Regions from separate parts of the Sus scrofa genome. Here all the other regions are linked to region 5. A link is a contact called in public promoter capture Hi-C and targeted proximity ligation data. All regions are on one chromosome and are shown on one strand. The core of a region is the stretch at or near the end of the contact, and the rest is flanking DNA. Distances in the headings are between cores, read along the strand shown. Region 1 holds the start of ZBTB39 (zinc finger and BTB domain-containing protein 39). Region 2 holds the start of ARHGAP9 (rho GTPase-activating protein 9). Region 3 holds the start of MYO1A (unconventional myosin-Ia). Region 4 holds the start of NAB2 (NGFI-A-binding protein 2). Region 5 holds the start of SHMT2 (serine hydroxymethyltransferase, mitochondrial).

Evidence for each region. Promoter capture Hi-C pulls out the DNA fragments that hold promoters and counts their contacts.
Region 1: a promoter capture Hi-C map of liver shows a contact between it and region 5, with 6 times the contacts expected there. A contact is called at or near these places in 3 of 5 promoter capture datasets (fetal liver and liver) and 1 of 47 Hi-C or Micro-C datasets (embryonic fibroblasts).
Region 2: a contact with region 5 is called in a promoter capture Hi-C map of liver, with 4 times the contacts expected there. A contact is called at or near these places in 1 of 5 promoter capture datasets (liver), 1 of 47 Hi-C or Micro-C datasets (fibroblasts) and 1 of 2 datasets of targeted methods (alveolar macrophages).
Region 3: a contact with region 5 is called in a promoter capture Hi-C map of fetal liver, with 2.3 times the contacts expected there. A contact is called at or near these places in 2 of 5 promoter capture datasets (fetal liver and liver), 5 of 47 Hi-C or Micro-C datasets (alveolar macrophages, embryonic fibroblasts, heart right ventricle and 2 more) and 1 of 2 datasets of targeted methods (alveolar macrophages).
Region 4: a targeted proximity ligation map of alveolar macrophages shows a contact between it and region 5. A contact is called at or near these places in 1 of 5 promoter capture datasets (liver), 1 of 47 Hi-C or Micro-C datasets (liver) and 1 of 2 datasets of targeted methods (alveolar macrophages).

Annotation. Positions count from the first base shown.
Region 1 is chr5:22,313,659-22,317,680 of Sscrofa11.1, forward strand. It overlaps ZBTB39 (zinc finger and BTB domain-containing protein 39), which reads right to left and starts at 2,659. Exons shown (of 3, transcript XM_005663904.3): 1 at 2,553-2,659; 2 at 823-1,041; 3 at 1-820. The coding sequence starts at 997.
Region 2 is chr5:22,760,006-22,763,700 of Sscrofa11.1, forward strand. It overlaps ARHGAP9 (rho GTPase-activating protein 9), which reads right to left and starts at 2,174. Exons shown (of 18, transcript XM_021091869.1): 1 at 1,814-2,174. MARS (methionine--tRNA ligase, cytoplasmic) reads left to right here. Exons shown (of 22, transcript XM_021091867.1): 2 at 879-1,381; 3 at 2,214-2,304; 4 at 2,451-2,529; 5 at 2,613-2,747; 6 at 3,352-3,427. The coding sequence starts at 1,126.
Region 3 is chr5:22,362,237-22,366,366 of Sscrofa11.1, forward strand. It overlaps MYO1A (unconventional myosin-Ia), which reads right to left and starts at 1,292. Exons shown (of 30, transcript XM_021091823.1): 1 at 1,178-1,292; 2 at 84-314.
Region 4 is chr5:22,397,823-22,401,646 of Sscrofa11.1, forward strand. NAB2 (NGFI-A-binding protein 2) reads left to right here and starts at 2,453. Exons shown (of 7, transcript XM_001929485.5): 1 at 2,453-2,808. The coding sequence starts at 2,726.
Region 5 is chr5:22,534,093-22,537,921 of Sscrofa11.1, forward strand. It overlaps SHMT2 (serine hydroxymethyltransferase, mitochondrial), which reads left to right and starts at 1,688. Exons shown (of 12, transcript XM_021091827.1): 1 at 1,688-1,885; 2 at 3,125-3,204; 3 at 3,382-3,582. The coding sequence starts at 1,718. It overlaps NXPH4 (neurexophilin-4), which reads left to right. Exons shown (of 6, transcript XM_003355482.3): 4 at 455-724; 5 at 1,340-1,588; 6 at 1,688-2,522.

The DNA.
Region 1 (4,022 bases), core at 1,409-3,908, 220 kb before region 5:
TCTCCAAAAGTCAGCTCATCCTCACTGTCGTCACTCAATTCAATCACCTCCTCAGCTGTGCCTATCTCCTCGGTGGGGTCTTCAAACTGCAAGTCATCGTCCCCAAGGTCCTCCAGCTGGAGCTCATCCATCTGCCCAAAGCTTGGGTCTTTGGAGTGGTCGCTGTTGCTCAGACAGGAGTTGGTCCCAGTGGTAATGTCTATTGCATTGTCAGGGCTGAAGAAGCTGTTTTTACTGAAGTCTCCATTGCTCTGGACTTTGTATGGCTGGCAGGAGCTCGTGCTGGTTTGGATGCCCATGCTGACAGTACCTAGAACCGGCTGGGTCACCATACTGGGCACAGATGTGAAAGGAGCAGGGGCATCGTGGTCTTCTGTCTTTGGCGGCAGTGGCTGCTGGGGCAGAGGCAGGCTATGGTTAGTGTCACTGGTAACATTTCTCTCGTCCTCTTTATAGCTTCCTCCAGCATCACCAGGTAACACACAGTTCCTATCAGGACCAAAGTGCTCCCCTCCACCCCGGAGTTCTCCAAGGGGAGGGACAGGTTCTGCGGAGTTACAACTCAGGGTTCCAGAGTGGCTCTCACTGGTGCTGGTCAGGGGCTTGGCCACCGCAGTGCTCTCCAGGTCAGGAAAGGTGGAGTGACAGGCCCGAAGGAGATCCTCCATACCCAGACGCTCAGCTACCTCATAGATGACCCCAACATTGATCAGGTCCGTGAAGAGCTCTGATGTGTAGACAAAGCTCAGAATCTTCTCAAAGTTGGCAGGGGTGATGAAGTCCACCACATAGGTCCGGGCAGCATCAAGCCCAGTGTTCAGAAGAGGTTCTGGAAGTAGCCAGCCGCACAGGCCAGCACGGCTTTGTGGGCTGGGAAGGAGCGGCTCCCCACCACGATGGTGACATCGCACATGGTCTCTGAGAGCCGGCACTTGTTGAGTTCCTTCAGCAGGTTGTTGGGGTGGTTGGTGCTTTGCAATTTGATTCTCATGCCCATCTTAGCAGCTCCTACGAAGTGGCCTCCTTATCAGCACGGTTAATCTGTGGACAGCAAAAGGAAAAGGTGGGTGGCCAAACACACCCCTGCAGGTGATGAGCTCCTCAAGGGAAAATGCCACCAGTCTGCAGGTTTCCAAGAGAGCAGAAGTGAATGGGCATACACCTGCTCCATCCTGCTGGGGGGCAAAGACAGCAAAAGTGACAGGACAGTGACCTCTCTCCCTGCATATCTCCAAAGACAGAGTCATCATAACAAAATCAAGAAGTACTGAAAAAAATCTGTTAGCTTGGTTTTTATTTAAGAGTTAGTAAGAGAGGCTGTAGGCCTGACTGAACCGAAGCTTGTGCCTTAAAACCAAGCCAGAAGCATCCTCTCAGGCGCAGTCTTCTAGCATTACCAGAGAAACCGGCTCAAATTTTTCTCATATTAATTTCCTCCTGACTACAAGCTTTCCTATCTCACTGAGTATATTCTCTTCCCTTACGATGCCAAATGCCATATACATACTTGAACACAATTATCAAGTTCCATTAGCTGCTGAAAAAAAGATAAGGATGCTCTATGCTTTAGTTTCCTATCTTTGCTGTGTTTTTTCAGGCCCTAAATAAACCTCTTGCTCATTCTTGAGTTCCCATCTCTCTCTACCTGCAATACCTGCCTCCTCTGCTCTCTTCCACAGCCTAGAGCCATTGGGATACGCTTCTCACATTCCCTGTATGCTGCGGGTGAAGTAAAGCACTCAGAACCAAAGAAGTAAAGCAAAGCAGAGCATAACTGTGGTATTTAATATTACCTAAATATGCTTCAATCCCCCCCTTTCAGGATTTATGCTTCTGATCAGAACTAAGAGATTTACTTGATGCCGGTAAGAAGCATCTAGTTATATAGGTAACTCCTAAAGTACTGCTCAGTACCACTTTTTCTCCTTTTTGAGTCCTACACATCGAAGGAAGACAAGCTAGTCGCCTTCTCCTTCAACCTCACGACTAGCCCTGTGCAACACGGCCCCTTTCCCCATCTCACCACTTTCGACTAACTCCCAACTTTTTCTGGGGCCCAGGAAGCTTTAGGAGCATTGTTGGGTACCAGCCAGGCATCTCACGGGCCCTGGTGGCCAAACATCAACCGTCAGCAGGTCGGGGCACCGGGAAGCCCGAGTGGGGAGAGGGAGGGGGCGGTTTCGGAACTTTCGAGAAGGCACCCCAACAACCCCATGGCGCCACAGTCTCCCCTCCGGAGGGTCGAATCCAGGAGGAAGGGCGTTGGATCGGCCTGGGGCACTCCATCTGCGGAGTACCGAGCACCTCGGTCCCTCCCCAAACAACGGGGGACTCCTCGGGGCGACCTCGAGCGGGGGCCAAGGTGGCGGCGGGGCGCGGACCGACGAGGGCAGAGGGATGGGCGGCGGGGCCGGCCGGGGTCGGCGCGCGGCTGGGGGAACCATAGGTCCGAATGAGTGGGGCGAGCAGGAGGGTGCTCAGCGAGAGCGAGAGAAAGAGCAGGACGGGGGTCGGGCCTCGGCCATGGCAGCCCTCGGCCCGGCCGTACTTACCCGGCTCCGCGGGACCCGACGCACCATCGCCGCCGCCGCCTCACACAAAGGCCCCGGCCCGCCGTGCCCGGCCCGACGAGGAGGCGGCGCCGCCGGCCGCGGCCAGACTCTCCATCCGCCGAGCCGCTCGCCGCACCGGCCCGGGCCGCCCCCGCCGCCCGGCCCGCAGCGCCCCCCGCCGTCCCGGAGGAGGCAGCGCCCCCCGCCGCTCGGCCGCAGCGCCCCCAGCCGCCCGGGAGGAGGCAGCGCCCCCCCACGGCGGGGCCGGGCGCCCTGCGAGCCCGCTGAAGCCTCCGAGCCTGCGGCCGCCACCAGCCTCCCCGCCAGGCCCCGCCTCCAACCACCGCGCGGCCCTGGGACTGCCGCTGGACCCCCAGCGGGCTGTAGGGGGGATGTTTCCAAATCCCCATCCCCAGGCCGGGCTTTTCTGAAGCCCTGATCATCTCCAGGTGTAGGACCACTCCCTCCTTGGCTGATACCTGAAGAATCCTATCCCAACTCTAAGCTTAAATCGCCTCCCCTGTTCTACTCTCATATTCCCAGAAGTTTACTCTCAAAATGTCTGCTGTGTAATTTTACATAAAGTTGTAAGATTATTCGGTTAATTTGTATCTCCTCCACTAGGCAGTGAGCTTCAGGAAGGCAGGGGTCTGTGATTCTGCGCACTACTGCCTCCCCTCGCTTACCACACACCACTGTTCCATATGGTAGGTGCTTAATGAAGTCGGCTTGAATGAATGAACCAGCACTTGAGGGCTGCACCCCTGGTGGACCACTCTCTGAAAATTCACTGCGTCTCTTCCTTCCAGCTGGGTGGCCAAATGAAGGAATTCACAGGCTCCCACTGCACCTTGGCAGCTCAGGCCTATTTCTGGCAGTCTGTCTTCCCTGGAGGGGAGAACTTGACACCCCAAAATATGCCTCCTTGGCTGCCAGGATTACTAAGAAGCAGCAGATAGGGGAGAAAACAGTTGAAGTTACTCTTTTCTAAGAGACGTTTACATTTATAAGGGAAATGTCCACTTGTAAGGGTGTCTAGCTTTCTGCACCAGGAAGAGAAGGGTTACTAAATCTCTAGAAACTCAGTTTTCCTGGGTTTCCCCCATGTATATATGTTATTAAATTTCTGTTTCTTTTTTTTTCTGTTAATATTTCATTAACTACTCAGTCAAGAACCTTGAAGGTAGAGGGGAAATAATTTTTCCTCTCCTACTTCCCCAGCTCTTCCTAGAACTCGATTTCTCTGCTTCCACTCACCCTTCTCCTTTAGTGCAGTTACCCTCCAAATGCTCCTGCTCAAGAACTGTCATCAACCCAAAACTACCTGAGCTTAACTGAGAGATGTGATCTAAATCCAGGCATTAGCACCATTACCAGCTCTGAAGTTCTCCTCACAGCATTTGCAGGTCATGAAAGTTTTTTGGCTGAATCTGTGTGGTATTCACAGAGCACAACTTCAGGCTCACAATT
Region 2 (3,695 bases), core at 924-3,423, 230 kb after region 5:
ATTGTTTGTAATTTAAAAAAATAACTGTTTTCTTATAACCCACCATTTTATGGAGAGAAATTTGGGCAGGGCTCAACTGGGTGATTCTCCTGTCCCACGTGGCACTGACGAGGGTCACTTTGTGGTATTCAGCAGGCAGATAGATGGGTTGTTCTGGAGAGCTCCATTCAGATATCTGACTCCGTGATGAGGATGACTGGAATGCTGGGATCAGCTGGCCTGTCAGCCAGAATGTCAACATGATACCTCTCCAGCATGGCAATCTCAGGGTAGTAAGATTTCTTACAAGGCAGCTCACAGCTTCTTGGAGTGTTCCAAGAAGCCTGGGCCTAAATTGCAAGGCTTCTTATGGCTTAGTTTCAAATGAGGCCCAGAAACTCCATAGTTTTTTGAGAATTAAATGTATACCTGCACATATTTTTTGCCACATCTGTAGTACTCGGAATTTCCTGGGCCAGGGATCCAACTGCACAGCAGCTATAACCAGAGCCACAGTAATGACAATGTTGGATCCTTAACCTCCTGAGCCACCAGGGAACTCCTATATATATATTTAGAAGTGTCCAGCTCATAAGTACTCTAAGATATCAATTATTCTTAAAGGGGTACAAAGACGATAAAGAAGGGTCCCTTTCTCAATTACTGACATGCGCTTCCTTGAGTAGTGTATACTTACTGCCAAACTCTGCTTTCTTACTCCCCAGCAATCTGAACTTTTTCCTACACAGACTCATTTCCCTTTAATGTTAGCACCTGGCTGTATACGCGCTTCAGACTGGTATGAAATAAATATATAATTGTCACATTCTTTTTTACTAATAGGATACCTACACTAATTTTCATTATGTCACTAAAATACGCTTATCTATCAATTCCAGAACTCTCTTATGAGCTCGAATCGAGAGTGGGCCATTGCGAGTAGCCGCAGTCTTGACGTCGCCACTTCAGCGAGATAACTGTACCCCTCGGTATCCTTCACCGCTCTCGGGAGGCGTTAGAGGATTACAAGCCGGATCCCACACATAAAGGTCCTTTCTGGCCCTCCCATCAAAAAGATGCCACTCTGGCACTGCGTTTACGGCCTCTTCGTCTCTATGGCACTCTTTTCCTGTTTCCTAGTGTTGTATGATGGGAGAAATAGTCTACTTCCGGAACCCAGGCCCGGGGAACAGCTTTAGTCGGAACTCCATTTCCCGGCGTGCCGCGCGGCAATCGCTTATCCCTCTGGCGGGAGACCGGTTCCGGTTGCATCAGCGTGGGACCCACGGCGAAATGAGATTGTTCGTGAGCGAGGGCGCCCCGGGGAGCCTGCCTGTGCTAGCTGCGGCCGGGAGGGCCCAGGGCAGAGTGGAGCTGCTCATCAGCACTGTAGGCCCCGAAGGTAGACGGGCTGGTGCTGGTGGGCGGTGGATGAGGAGGGCGGGACGCGAACACGCCCGACACCCACCCTACAGTTGTCTTTTACCACCCCCCATCCCCCCACCATGCACTCCCGTCAGATTTCTCCCGCAATGTCCTTGGGCACCCCATCCCGTTTCCCTCCCAGTCACATCTTTCATCGGTTACCTAATTCTCCTCAGTGTCCCCTTCCCTCATCTTTTGCCTCCCCTTCTTCGTTTCCCAGGACCTCGCCTTACTTCAGTGAAACTCTTTCCCTTTATTAACCTCCCACACCTACCCGGCACTCCCCCCCGACCCCACACACACTCGCTAGTCACTCACATGACAATTCCCCAGGCACCCCTTTCCTTTGTTCTTAGGAAACCCCACTCGCCTCTCCTAAACCCAGACACACATATTCCCTTCGGTTTACCTCTTCTCATTCCCAGCCATCTGTTTGACTCTTAAGAGGTTCTCTTGTCCATCCTCCCAGTTCTCTTAATTTTGTTCTTCCAGTGTAGCTCAGATCTCTCAGATATCCTAGTTACTTTCAGTTGTTTCAGTTCTTGGCTGCAGCACTACCCCAATACCACCGCCTCCCGTCTGCAACTCCCATCTGTTGTTTCCAGCTGGCAGTCTCAGCTGAACACCTGCTGGTCTCTCCAGCGTATTCTGGACCCACCCCCTTTCAGTGGTCCTATCCTGGAACCTCTCCTTGAGACGGCCCATCTTTCTTCCCCCAGGCCCCCAACACTGTGAAGTTGTCCTTCTAAGTTGACAGAGTATTTGTTTTCTTTTCCCTGTATTTCACCCATTTTCCTGTTCTGCATCAGAGTGTGTGGTTCCATTCCTGACTCGGCCTAAGGTCCCTGTCTTGCAACTGGATAGTGGCAACTACCTCTTCTCCGCCAGTGCAATCTGTCGGTCAGTATTGGTCCTTGATTCAGGGAGGTGGCTGAATAAAATCAGGGATTATTGTCCTCTGTGGCCTTATTTACAATCACTGTTTCACTAGGGGGTGAGAAACAGGCCCCTCTCATTCTACCTTCTGTTGCTCTCTCCCTGGTTAGATACTTCTTTCTGTTGTCTGGGTGGGAGCAAGATGACCTCACCAACCAGTGGCTGGAATGGGAAGCAACAGAGCTGCAGGTAAGACTGAGATGTGGGGGAATCACAGGCAGGCAGGCCATTGCTTTGCATGGCCATCCTGACTTGTGTCTCCCGCATTTTAGCCAGCTTTGTCCGCTGCCCTGTACTATTTAGTGGTCCAGGGGAAGAAGGGGGAAGATGTTCTTGGCCCAGTCCGGAGAGCCCTGACTCATATTGACCACAGCCTGAGTCGTCGGAGCTGTCCTTTCCTGGCTGGGGTGAGTTGGGCCTTGAGATGGGGATTGGGGAAAGCTGTGTGGTATGAGAGTTAGGAAAGAACACTGTATTCAGAGTTCCGACCCCCAAACTGCCTCTCAACTAGCAGTGTAACCTTTAAAACTCACTACACTTGGAAGTTCCCGTTGTGGCTCAGTGATAGCAAGCCCGACTAGTATCAATGAGGATGCAAGTTTGATCCCTGGTCCCGCTCAGTAGGTTAAGGACCCGGCGTTGCCAGGAGCTGTGGTGTAGGGCACAGATGCTGCTCAGATCCCACATTGCTGTGGCTGTGGCGTAGGCTGGCGGATATAGTTCTAACTTGGGATCTTCTACATGCTGCAGGAGTGGCCCTAAAAGACAAAAAAAACAAAAAAAAGAGCAGCAACAAAGAGACCTCAATAAATTCAAACCTTCAGTTTTTCATCTTTGAAAGGGGGTAATATTAGCATTCACTTCAGTGGGTTGTGAAGACTGAGATAATTAAAATATGCTTAATACGGTGCTTGATACCTTGTAAGTGTGTAGCAAATGTATGAAATGTGACATTCATTGGGAAGAAACTGAGTGCCTCACCTGCCTCTTTCTTTGCTTTTCTCAACAAAGGAGACAGAATCTTTAGCTGACATTGTTTTGTGGGGAGCGCTGTACCCGTTACTCCAAGACCCAGCCTACCTTCCTGGTGAGAACTGCCCATTGCTTCACCCCTAGCTCCAACACCAGGAGCTTGGTGTAGGGGTAACAGAGTGGGTAGGTGAATAATGAGGAACCAGTTTGAGGTGTAGCTTGATGGGCAGCTATAGCAGAAAGAGGGCTGAGGGAACTGGGAAAGCCAGCTGGAGAAACTTCATGAAGAAGAGGCTGGAGTTCTCATTGTGGCTTAGTGGTAACAAACTGGACTAGTATCTATAAGGACGAGGGTTTGATCCCCTGCCCCACTCAGTGGGTTA
Region 3 (4,130 bases), core at 42-2,541, 170 kb before region 5:
GAGAATGGTGGATGAAATCTCAGTTTGACAGCAAGGGGGCATAGGAGGCCCAGGCCCCAAGGGTGGAGAGGTGTCCTCGTTACCGGGAGCTGTCCATGGTGTTGGGGAAGACAGGAAAGAGACGGCCCTCCTCGTGCCAGTGCCCACGCTTCTGACCTTCCTCTGTGCTGCTTCCTTCAGCCAAGGCTCCCTGTGCCAGTTGAGCCAGGAGAGGCCAGAGACAGCTGAGAGCTGGCTGCTGGCTGCTCGGCTGCTCAGCACAAAGTCCGAGGCTGTTCCTGCTGAGGGTGTGGCTCGCTTAACCCTTCACAGACCTGAAAACCCAGAAGGAGACATGTGGCCAAATAAGAAAGCCCCCTCTAGATAGGAAAGGGTATCTGGCTGGCCTTGGCTGAGGGGTTCAAGCAGCGTTCTTGTTCTGTTTCTCCCAAACTAGGGAACGAGTGCAGAAGTAGGAGAATTTATAGCCAAGGAAAAACTTTTTCAAAAAGACAGAAATTCTGTCAAGGAGGTAGGTAGGCTGGGGTGTCTTCTGACCAAATACACAGTACCTCCCTCAAACCTACCCTTCCAGTCTTATTGGGAGCCATGGGGTATTGATAACATTATTGGAACTAAGCGGACAAAGTCCCTAGATGTACCATGACTTCCTTCCCCCCATGAATCAGAGCCCATCACACAGACCCAAAGACTAAAATTAGTGATAACACCTGACATTTTCATTCATTCAGTTTCACTGAACTCCACCTCTCACTCACTGAATTGCAACACCCTGTGAAGTAGCCAGTACAGACTCACTCCATTCAAAGGGAAAATGAGAGGCAAACACGGAAGCTCAGAGAGATGATAGGAGGTGGCCCTAGTTCCACAGACAGTACATGGCAGAACCAGAAATAGAACACAGCTTCCTGATCCTAAGTCGGCCATAGGTTCCAGCCCAAGTCCTGGTATCTCTCATTTTAATCTTTCTCCTGTGCTAGAATACTGCGTAAGATCCCAGGACACTGTTTCCTGGGCACTAGCCCAGCTGGAATTAGCTGCCTCCGATAGACAAGAAGCTTATAAAATCCTATTTTCCAGGGTACCCCACCCACCCAAGAAAATTCCTAAATAAGAGGCTCCCTCTGCCCACCATCCTCCCTCCCAGGCATGCACAAAGAGCAAATTAGATAATTACAAACACTTAGCTGAGGATTAGATTTGCCAACTCCCAGCCACAGCTGCTTGGATCAAGGTCCAAACTCTATTGCTCTCGCAAAAGCTCTCTGCATAAGCCTGGAGCATCAGCAATTCCATTACCAAACTGCCCTTACATAATTTATTGATCTACTACATATATTGGGAGGAGGGAAAGGCAAGGAAAAAAGAGAGAGAGCTGAGTGGAAATGACGTCTTAGAACATAATCTTGGGTGTAGGTATAGCAGTATCACAGTGTCTGAGGCAGAAACAACTAAAGACCCCCTATGTTGCAGTGGAGGAAAGAGACCTAGAATGAGAAACCACTTCCCCAGGATTACACTGCTGCAAACCTGGCAGAGCTGAGACCAGAACCGGGTCTTCTGTCCTCCAGGCCAGAAATCTGCAGCTGCCTACAACTGGCGTTTATCCATATCCACCCATTGACTTATTTATTGAGCACCTACTATGTGCTCACATGAAAGAAGTGACTGTAAAAGTGAGATGGCAGCCTCAGGCCTGGAAACAATGCCAAGAAGGTCACAGCCAGGGTGACCAAACATCCTGGTTTGTCTAGGACCTGAGATGAATCCTCTGGACATGGGAATTTGAATGCTAAAACCAGGCAAGTTCTAGGCGAATGGGGATGAGTAGATCACTCAATTAACAAGATACCAAGTACACATCCAACTTAGTTAGGATTTCAAGATATGTCAAAGCATTCTGGGGGTAGGGGATGCAGAACTATCATCTCCCACTTCCAGGCAAAACTGATGGAATTGGAGCGTACTGGTCTTCTTCCACTCTGACTCTGAAATCCCCTTCCTTCTCCTTCGATTAAAATTTCCAGTCTTGGAGTTCCCATTGTGGCTCCGTGGTTAATGAACCCAATTAGCATCCATGAGGGCACAGGTTCCATCCCTGGCCTTGCTCAGCGGGTTAAGGATATGGCATTGCTGTGGCTGTGGCCTAGGCTAGCAGCTGTAGCTCCAATTCAATCCCTGGCCTGGGAACCTCCATATGCCTCAGGTGCAGCCCTAAAAAGAAAAAATTTTTTCCAGTCTTTAGAAGGGATGGGCATTGAGGTCCTCTTGTATGGCACAGGGAACTATGTCCAAGCTCTTGGGATAGAGCATGATGGGGGAATGATATGAGAAAGAGAATGTATATATGACTAGGAAACTTTGCTCTACAGCAGAAATTTGCACATTATAAATCAACAATACTTTAAAAAAAAAAAAATCTAGTCTAGGAGTTCCTGTTGTGATACAGCAGGTTAAGGATCTAGCATTGTCTCTGGGGCAGTGGGTTCTATCCCTGGCCTGGCACAGTGGGTTAAGGATCCAGTGTTGCTGCAGTCACAGCCGTGGCTCAGATTCGATCCCTGGCCCAGGAACTTCCATACACCACAGGAGCAGCCAAAACACAAACACATTTCCAGTTTGTGCAACGAACTTTTTGAGGTGATGGGAAATGCTCTATGTCATGACTGTGGTGGTGGTTATACAACTGTCTCCATTTGTCAGAACTCAGCAAAAATTTTTCAAAAAGTTTTTTATTATAGCTGATTTACAATGTTCTAAAACTCAGCAAAATTTAAAACTTGTGAATTTTACTGTATTATGTTATAAATTATACTTCAATGAAGCTGGCAAAGTAGAACTAGAAGCAGCAGCAGCCATTCTAGATTCTTCAGTGCTGACTTCTGAGAGTTGGGAGGGCAGCAATTTGCCCTTACACTCATTGGTCCAATTCATACTCACTAGTCCTCCCAGGGATATTCACTTCACAGGCATTCCCGTCGTGGCTCAGCAGGAACAAATCTGACTAGTATCCATGAGGACTCAGGTTCAATCCCCAGCCTCACTCAGTGTGTTAAGGGTCCGGTGTTGCCCTGAGCTGTGGTGTAGATAGCAGACGCAGCTTGGATCTGTCATTGCTGTGGCATAGGCTGGCAGCCGTAGCTCCGACTGGACCCCTAGCCTGGAACCTACATTTGCCACAGGTGGGGACCTAAAAAGACAAAAAGACAAAAAAAAAAAGAAAAGAAAAGAAAGAAAGAAAAAAGAAAAAAATGCAGAATCAGAAGCCTGCAGTTTAACAAGCTCCCCAGATGATTCCTATGCATATTAAAGAGAAGAACTGCTTTACATACTTTATCTTTTTTTCTGTCGCCAAAGCCCCATGATCTTGCAAACCTGGCAATTATAATTTAAGTTTGTATTAATTCAACCACTGATTACCACCTGTCTCTTATTTACCTAGTTTGGTAACAGAAGAGAAAGGACGTGAATAATGTGCATGAATCTACATAAATTTACATATGGTCCATATCCTGTCTTCTTCCTATTTCACCAACTGTCTTTGAAAAATGGACAATGGATTTCCATGTAGTCTAAATGACTGAGAAGAGAGGAGAGGTACAGAATTAATGCAAGTGCTATAATGGAAGAGCAAAGAAAATAGTCAAAACATAAAAGAAAATGGAAAGTACCACACTCCTTCCTACTGCAGAAGCTGGGCCTAGACCTAATTGAAGTTTTTCTTCCATGGTCCCTAATACTCACTACATTCCAGCTGCTTTTCACCCTATAGAAAGCTCTGCAAAGGCATCACACAGCTGAATCCACAGGTGTTCCCCTCACCCCCCCCCCACCCCAATCCAGAAACAAAAGAGGTACTCTATGTCATTAAAAAAAGAAAAGAACTAGGTCTCTGTGGCACAGTGGATGGGAACTCCACAGGCCGCAGGAGCGACCAAAAAAACAACAAAAAGAACAAAACAAAAACAAACCAAAAAAAAAAAAAAATAAAAAGAACAGAAAACTTCCTGGGCCAGGAAAAACCAATAAAGTATTTTTCTATGAGACAGTACAGCTGTACAACCCACTGCTCCTGCAAGAAAACTCCTCAGAGATCTGGCATCCTGGGAAATCATCCAGTCCAAGGATGG
Region 4 (3,824 bases), core at 1,203-3,702, 140 kb before region 5:
AATTAAGATTTTTGTATTTGCCCCCACCCCTTTTTTGTCAACCTCCCCCCACCTGTCTCTTATCTTTATTGTTTTTCTGTAGTTTTTCATAGTCCCAGTCTCTTTGTGTCTCTGTCTCCATTTGCTAAAGGCTGGAAATTCCTTGTTCTCAACGGAAGGGAGTAGGAGGGGAGTTGGAGGTGGTAGGAGTGGGAGGTAAGAGAAGAACAGACATCTCAGCAGCTCCGGCTGCGGGGGCGTCTGGGCCTCTGGCGGGGCTTGACAAGTCAATGATTTTTTAAATGTGCATATTTTTAAATCCACACAGAGGGGCTCACAAACCTAGAGAGAGACAGAGACACAGACACACAAGTCGATGTAAAGAAGCATATAAATACATAATCTCAGGGTACAGAGGCACCAACTGGCACTAGCGTCTTAAATTTGCTTATTAGCATTTCACAATTCACAGAGTTTTCATATACACCCTCTCATTTGACCCTCACGACACCCGAGAAACAAAGATATAAACACCCCGGAGTTTCAATCTCAAACACAAGTTCGCACTCAGAAATTATCCCTTCTGATCCCTAGGGGAGTTGGCTGAGCCAGTGCAAAGGATTTTTCTCCCCCAATTTTTCTCTCTGGCCTAGTACCCGCCCCAGGACCGTGGAGCCCAGGCCCCAGAATAGGCTCCTCCCTCATCTCCTTTCCAGGGCCGGGACTCTAGCGCCCGGCGCCCACTTGGTCACCGCCCCCTTGATTCACGCCCTATTCAGCCGTCTTCCCCGGGCCAGCCAGCGTCTCCCTTCGGATCCGGGGGCTCAGCACCGCCCCTAGGGGGCCCGGGTGGGAGGGAGGGGGGCGCCTGGAGCAGAGACTGTGTGGGCGGAGGATGTGCGTCACGGGGAGCGTGGGCAGAGGGAGGGAGGAGGCACGTGGAAACCCCGGGCCAGCCGCTGGCGCCCAGGTTCTAAAATAACCGGGAGAGAGTGGGGGAGGGGCGCCCACACATTTAAGAGGGGTCGAGGAGTGTCTCCGCCGGGAGCCGGTGTAGGCGCGCCCTCCAGTTGTAGAACCGAGGACTCGGTTCGCTCCCGATCACCCTCCAACCCCATTTTGGGGGCTTCATGGAACGGACAAGAGAATCTTGGCTACTGAAATTCCCCCCAGTGGTGCACCTCTCTTCTCCTGTCCCACCCGGAGACGGGAGGGTCCCCTCGCCAGGCCGGAATGTAGAACCAGCCCTGGCCCACGCTACCCACTCCTTGCTGGCCCGGGCCACTCAGAAGTGCTGAATGATGGGTGGGGCTGAGATTTTGGATTAGGGGGAATTTTGCCGCCCCTCCTCCTTCATTTCCTCGGGGCGTAGAGCCGCTGGGCCGGGCTCTAAGAGACCCCGCCAGTCGGCCCTCTCAGCCGTGGGCGGGAGTGTAATGGGAACCAGATGGGGCTGGGAAAAAGAAAGGGGAGGGATGGTGGGTGGCAGAGAGGGGCAAAGCTCCTTGAAGGAGCTCCTCCCTCCTACTCCTCGGTAGGGAGCCACGTCGGTAGGGAGCCACGTCCGACGCGCCCGGCCTCCGCCGGTCTCCCACTTGACTCCGGCGAAATACCTTCACAGACGTCCCTAGAAGGGGTATCCTCCTCCCAAAGTTGCCACACAGAATTCCCCAGAGGTAGGTCCCCATTCTCAGCAAATAGGATGCTACTAGCGGAAGAAGGCAGGATACCCCTCCCATCCTTGCCTGACCTAAGCACTAACAACCCAGCGCGACTAATAGACGCGCGTCTAAGCAGCAGGTTATGGCAAACCCCGCCCATTTCTGTTCCCCGAACTTCGACGTGGTTTGGGAAGAGTGCGAGGATCTGTGAGGGATTCCTGCAGAGCTCCACGTTCACAGATCTGTCCTAAGTGCACACTCTACGGGAGTCAGAAGCACCCACGAGAGGAGCCGCGCACCCCAGTCTCCCAACTTTTCCTGGCTCACTCCTAACATTCACACGTATAGCACCGCGAAGCCCGAGTGTGGGCAGCAGGCGACCGGGTAGTTGTTTAGGCGCGTGTGCCCGTCGGTGTGCTTCTCTGTGTCTTTGTGTACCTGTGCGTGGTTGTGAAACTCCGCTCTCTGCTCAGAGGGGAAGGAGGAGTGGGAGTAAGAATGTCGCCGGCTGGGCGCTCACGTGGGTACGTGGGCGCGAAGAAGGCCGGCTGTGCATCCGGCGTAGGCGGCTCCGAGCGACCTCGCCCCGCCCGCTGAGTCCCCAAGCCCGCCTTCCACAGCCCGGCCTCGGTCACTTTAGTCCCCAACTCGGCGCCCTGGCGCCGAGTCCCCGCCCCCGCCTCCTGCTCCACACCCCCCTCCCCACATTCTCCGCCTCTCTCCGCCTCTCTGCTGAGGCTTCTCCACCGCCGGCCGAGAGGCCCGGGCGCCCGCCCCCCGCCCACAAGCCTCCGCCCCCGGCTCGGCCCACGCCCTCCGCCCGCCTGGCAGCCAGTGCTGCGCCGGGCCTCGCTCCCCGTGCGTCCTGCGGGGGCGGAGGCGCGGAGAGGCGGCAAGCGCAGCCGGGGAGGGGGGGGGTAGAGGCACAGACAGAGGCGCGGAGGCTCGGAGAGAGGAGACGTGGAGGAAGGGACGGAGCCCGGACAGCGGCGGACACGGCCTCGCGCGCCAGGAAGATCGCAGCACACAGAAGGCGCCGAGCGCCGGACACTGAGAGGGGCATCCCCGGTGGTCTCCAGCCGTCCATGCACAGAGCTCCCTCCCCCACTGCCGAGCAGCCGCCGGGCGGAGGGGACAGCGCCCGCCGGACCCCTCAGCCCAGACTCAAGTAAGTGGGCAAAGGGAAGCGGCGGGGAGTGGAAATGGGTGGAGCTGGACTCGGGGAAAGGGGTCCGGAGGGCGGAGGTCGAGGAGAGGACTAGGGGAAGAGGGACGGGGGTGGGGGGTGGAGACTGATGGAAAGGGGGTGCGCCTTCGAATTAGGGGGCCATGGGAGCAGGCAGGGATCTGATGAAGCTGGATGTGAAGGAATAGTATCTAATTCTCCATTCCTCGTTTACTCTGTGAGCATGACCTGGCCTGTGAGCCCCTGCAAAGAATGTGGGGGCTCCTAAGTGCCAGGGGAAGCCCTGGAGTTCTAGCTGGCAACAGTGCTGGGGAAGAGCCGCTCAGCTGGCACAATCTGTGGTTGGCATGGAGCGCGCCGCTTTGGGGTCGGGAGAAGTCGGCGCCTTTGAACCAAGAGCGCATCAGAGCGGCTCTGCAGGAGCAGGACGTGCCTTAGGCGTCTATTTCCATTTCCGTACCTTTATTTACAGAGTGGGGAGGGGAGTTTCGGTGTGCAGCCCCTCCCTCAAGAGGCCTTGAGTCGCTCCCCCACTCCACTTGAAGATGTGGATGGAAAAAGGGAGAGAGGGGTAGGCGGGAGCCCCCCGGCGGTTTTCGCCCACGGACGCTACCACCGTGGGAGTGTGTGTGGGCGGAACGGGCCGCAAAGCAGAACAATTGAGGCACTTCTCCCCTCCCCTGTGCCTGAGCTGAAGGGATGGGCCTACCTCTGGAGCAGGTGGGAAGGTCACTGCTGGGAGAGGGACCAACCGAGGGCCACTGGGCAGTCTGGAAGAGGGGGGAGGTTCTGGGGAGAGACAGCAGGAAAATGCCTAATCCTTGGGGAAGGCTTAGCAGAGGTGGGAAAAGGTAGCAGAGTAGGGGTCTGCTTGGCTCCTTGAGCTGAAAAGGGCAGGGAAGCCACACCCTCTGCCTCAGCCACATGAGCATAATGCCACCAGAGAATAAAGCTGCCCAGGTGTCCATTGTAGGGAGGTGGGGGCTCATACATTCACC
Region 5 (3,829 bases), core at 438-2,937:
TCTGGATGTCTCAGGAAAGGAGGAGATGGCCGCAGAGGAGGCAGGTTTGAGTTTGAGGGGGGATGATCCATCCCAGAGCGTGTTTACAAACAAAGTCTTATTTAATCTCTGCCACATGTTATCTTATTATTGATTTACATGTGAGGAAACTGAGGCTCAAATAGGCTAATTTTCTAGTTAATCCCAGAGCTGGAACTTGAACTCAGGTCTCTCATCCTTCCAAACCAGGGTGCTTTCCAGTGCACCAGGGCTCTCTAGCTTGTGTAGGTGTCTTTGTATTTCAGAGAGAGCCTAATAATACTAGGTACACTCAGTGGACACCCAATAAATTGTTGCCGTCTCTCTCGAACAAGAGACAGAAAAACAAAACAAAAAAACAAACAAAAAAAAAACAACCCTGAAGAGCTTCAGGACAATGAGGAGATGGGGCGGCACTGGATCACTTTTCTTTCAGGCAAGAGGCTCTGACGCTGGAGCTGCAGACGGGTAATGAAACTGAAGAAGAGGGGAGAAAACTACAATTCCCGAAAGACCATAAGGGACTACATTACGCATGCGCAGACCCCGCCCTAACTCTGGCATCCTGGTAACTTCTCGCGCTTGCGCTCTCGGACTAGTCTGCTCCGGAACCCTTGTTCTCCTTCGCTAGAGTTGGTGCCGGGACCTCTTGCGACCCTCGTCTCGTGTTATGATGCTGCCCTTCCCTTTTCTTTGGGCGACTAGGGTAAGAATGGGGGCCCGGAGACTGCGTGATCAGTAGAAAGTAAGCTTCCCTCCTATCCTTGTTCCCAATCACAAACTTGATGTTCTCTTGGCTTTTAAATGCACGTGGTCTGGGTTCTTGGGGAGCAGAGAGCAGACGTGCAACTAGGGGGTCCCTGGGACGCTCCGTGGGAGCAGGGTGATTGGACCCCTTCCCCATTCCAGGAACCAGAGGCCCCAGGGCCTCGCGACCGCCCATTTGACGTGGCATTAGGGAGAACCGCGCCAGATGTCCCCGGGACCCGGTGCTGGCCAACGAGCAGGGTTCCTGGCTTGGACTGGCGAGCTGAGTCTTTCCTAACAGTTCTGGGTGTGCAGATGATGCAACTGGGATCCCATGCTTGCATCAGGGGTCCTACAGCTCTGTGGGTTGGAAGGAGGTGGAAAGAATGGGAAGTGCAAAAGACAAAATCATGGATTTTGGCTTCCCTGCCAGCTGTCTCCCCCAGCCCTCATATACACCTGATAAAGGTCTGCTCCTCCACCTCCATTGCTCCGGAAACCACCTGTACAGTCTGTTGCCGTAACCTTGCCAGCTTAGTGGTCTCCTCACTGACTGGGGTATCACTTTATAAAGGCTCTGCAGGAAGACTGCATTCCTGTGGGTGGGGACTGCCCCTGAGTTCCAGAGGCTTCTAGAGGAAGAACTTTGCCCTGAGGCTTTGCAGAGTGGCTCCTGAGCAGAGGTGGAGGGAGATTCTGAGGTGAAGTGAATGGACCGAATCAGAACCACACTTTGGACATTGATCTCTACCTTGGCTCTGGAACTGGCTTTTGAGAAGGTGGAGGTGGTGAGAGCTGGAACAGACAGACAGCTGGCTGCTGGGTATGGATGGCGCCTGAGAGCCTGATAATCATGGCCGAGGGCTGTTGACCGTTTTTTGTCTGGGCACTTTTTATTTGACCCTGGCTTTTCCTCCCCTAGCCTCTGTGGAGATGTGGTCAGCTGGTCAAGATGGCCATAAGGAGCCAGCACAGCGAGGCGGCCCAGACCCAGACTGGAGAAGCAACCAAGGGCTGGTCAGGCCAGGAGAGTCTATCAGACAGTGACCCTGAGATGTGGGAGCTGCTGCGGAGAGAGAAGGACAGGCAGTGTCGTGGCCTGGAGCTCATTGCCTCAGAGGTGGGGCCTGGGGAGAGGGGCCAGGGCTTGGGCCACCATGGATGCTGGAAGTAACAGATCATCTTCTTGCCATTTCTCCAGATCTCCCTTTCAGACTTAGGGCCTTCCTGCTGGGTATTGTCTCCCTCTGTTGCTAACCTCTGAAGTAAAGGCAGGGCCAATCTAGGTTATGGGATGGGGGCATTAGAAAGCTTCTAGAGTGGAGCTCCCACTGTGGTGCAGCAGGATTGGGGAGGTCTTGGAAACTCCTGGGATGCGGGTTCGAGTGACGGTCCAGCACAGTGGGTTAGGATCCAATGTTGCTGCAGCTGCGGCTTAGGTCTCGACTGTGGCTCTGATCCCTGGTCCTGGAGCTCCATATACCAGCGGCGTAGCCAAAAATGACTAAAAAAAGAGAAAGCTGGAGTTCTTATCGTGGCACAGCAGAAAGGAATCCGACTAGGAACCATGTGGTTTCGGGTTTGATCCCTGGCCTTACTCAATGGGTTAAACATCCGGCATTGTCGTGAGCTGTGGTATAAGTCGCAGGTGCGGCTCGGATCCTGAGTTGCTGTGGCTATGTGTAGGCCAGCAGCTGTAGCTCCTATTGAACCCCTAGCCTGGGAACCTCCATATGCCACAGGTGTGGGCCTAAAAAGAAAAAAAAAAAAGAGAGAGAGAAAGCTTCCAGAGCTTGAGTTCCTGTTCTGGCTCAGTGGTTACAGAACTGACTAGCCTCCATGAGGATGTGGGTTCAATTCCTGGCTTCACTCAGTGTGTTAAGGATCCAGTGTTGCCATGAGCTACAGAGAGGGTTGTAGACGCGTCTTGGACCCCGTATTGCTGTGGCTGTGGCGTAGTAGGCTGGCAGCCACAGCTGATTCAACTCCTAGCCTGGGAACTCCCATATGCTTCTTGTGAGACCCTAAAAAGAAAAACAAAACACAACAAAACCCTCCAGAGCCTTCTGGGGCTCCTACAGTTTAGTCTGGTCCCTCTTCCATCTCAAGAGGAACGAGAAGCCTGGAAGCACAGGTTCAAGGACACAGATGGCTTTACCGGGGACACCTATCACAGCAGCTGGGTTTCTGAGGATGTTGCTGTGATCCTACCCCAGGCCTGGCAAGGAACCCTAAATGAACAGAGATTTCTATAGAACCTGGCTCTTCCCTGCAGCCTGGGGCTTTGGCAGGATGGGGCTGTGGGGGTCCAGGGAAGGGGGCTCAGTACCTCCTGACATTGCCCCCTCCCCTACCCCAGAACTTCTGCAGCCGAGCTGCGCTGGAGGCCCTGGGGTCCTGTCTGAACAACAAGTACTCGGAGGGTTATCCTGGCAAGAGGTGAGGGCTGGGCACCAGAAGACTGGAGGACAGCCTCAGGGATGGTGCCCCCAGCGGGGGACACCTGCCTGTACCCTCCCAGTGTGTATAGAGGAGTGGCCTTCCCAGTCCTTTGCTGCTGGTCCAGGGGGATGGTGGAACCCTTTCTCTGTGCCCTGATAAACTCCTCCATTGCAGATACTATGGAGGAGCCGAGGTAGTGGATGAAATCGAGCTGCTGTGCCAGCGCCGGGCCTTGGAGGCCTTTGACCTGGATCCTGCTCAGTGGGGAGTCAATGTGCAGCCCTACTCGGGGTCCCCAGCCAATCTGGCTGCCTACACAGCCCTTCTGCAGCCTCACGACCGAATCATGGGGCTGGACCTGCCCGATGGGGGCCAGTGAGTGTGGATGGGGTGGTGATGGGCCTGTGGGAGAAGAGTAATTTATGGAGCACCTATCATGGGTTAAAAGCCAAAGAAAGAAACTGCAGGTTACAGTGGACGAGGATGTTAGGTCCCCAGGAACTGGTGCCCAGCACAGTAGACAGAGCAGTGAGGGTGGAGCCTGCTGGGAGCAGGGCTCCCTGGCCCCATGCCTTTCAAGCAGGTCAGGAACGGGATGGTTAAGTCTGGGAATTATTCTAGT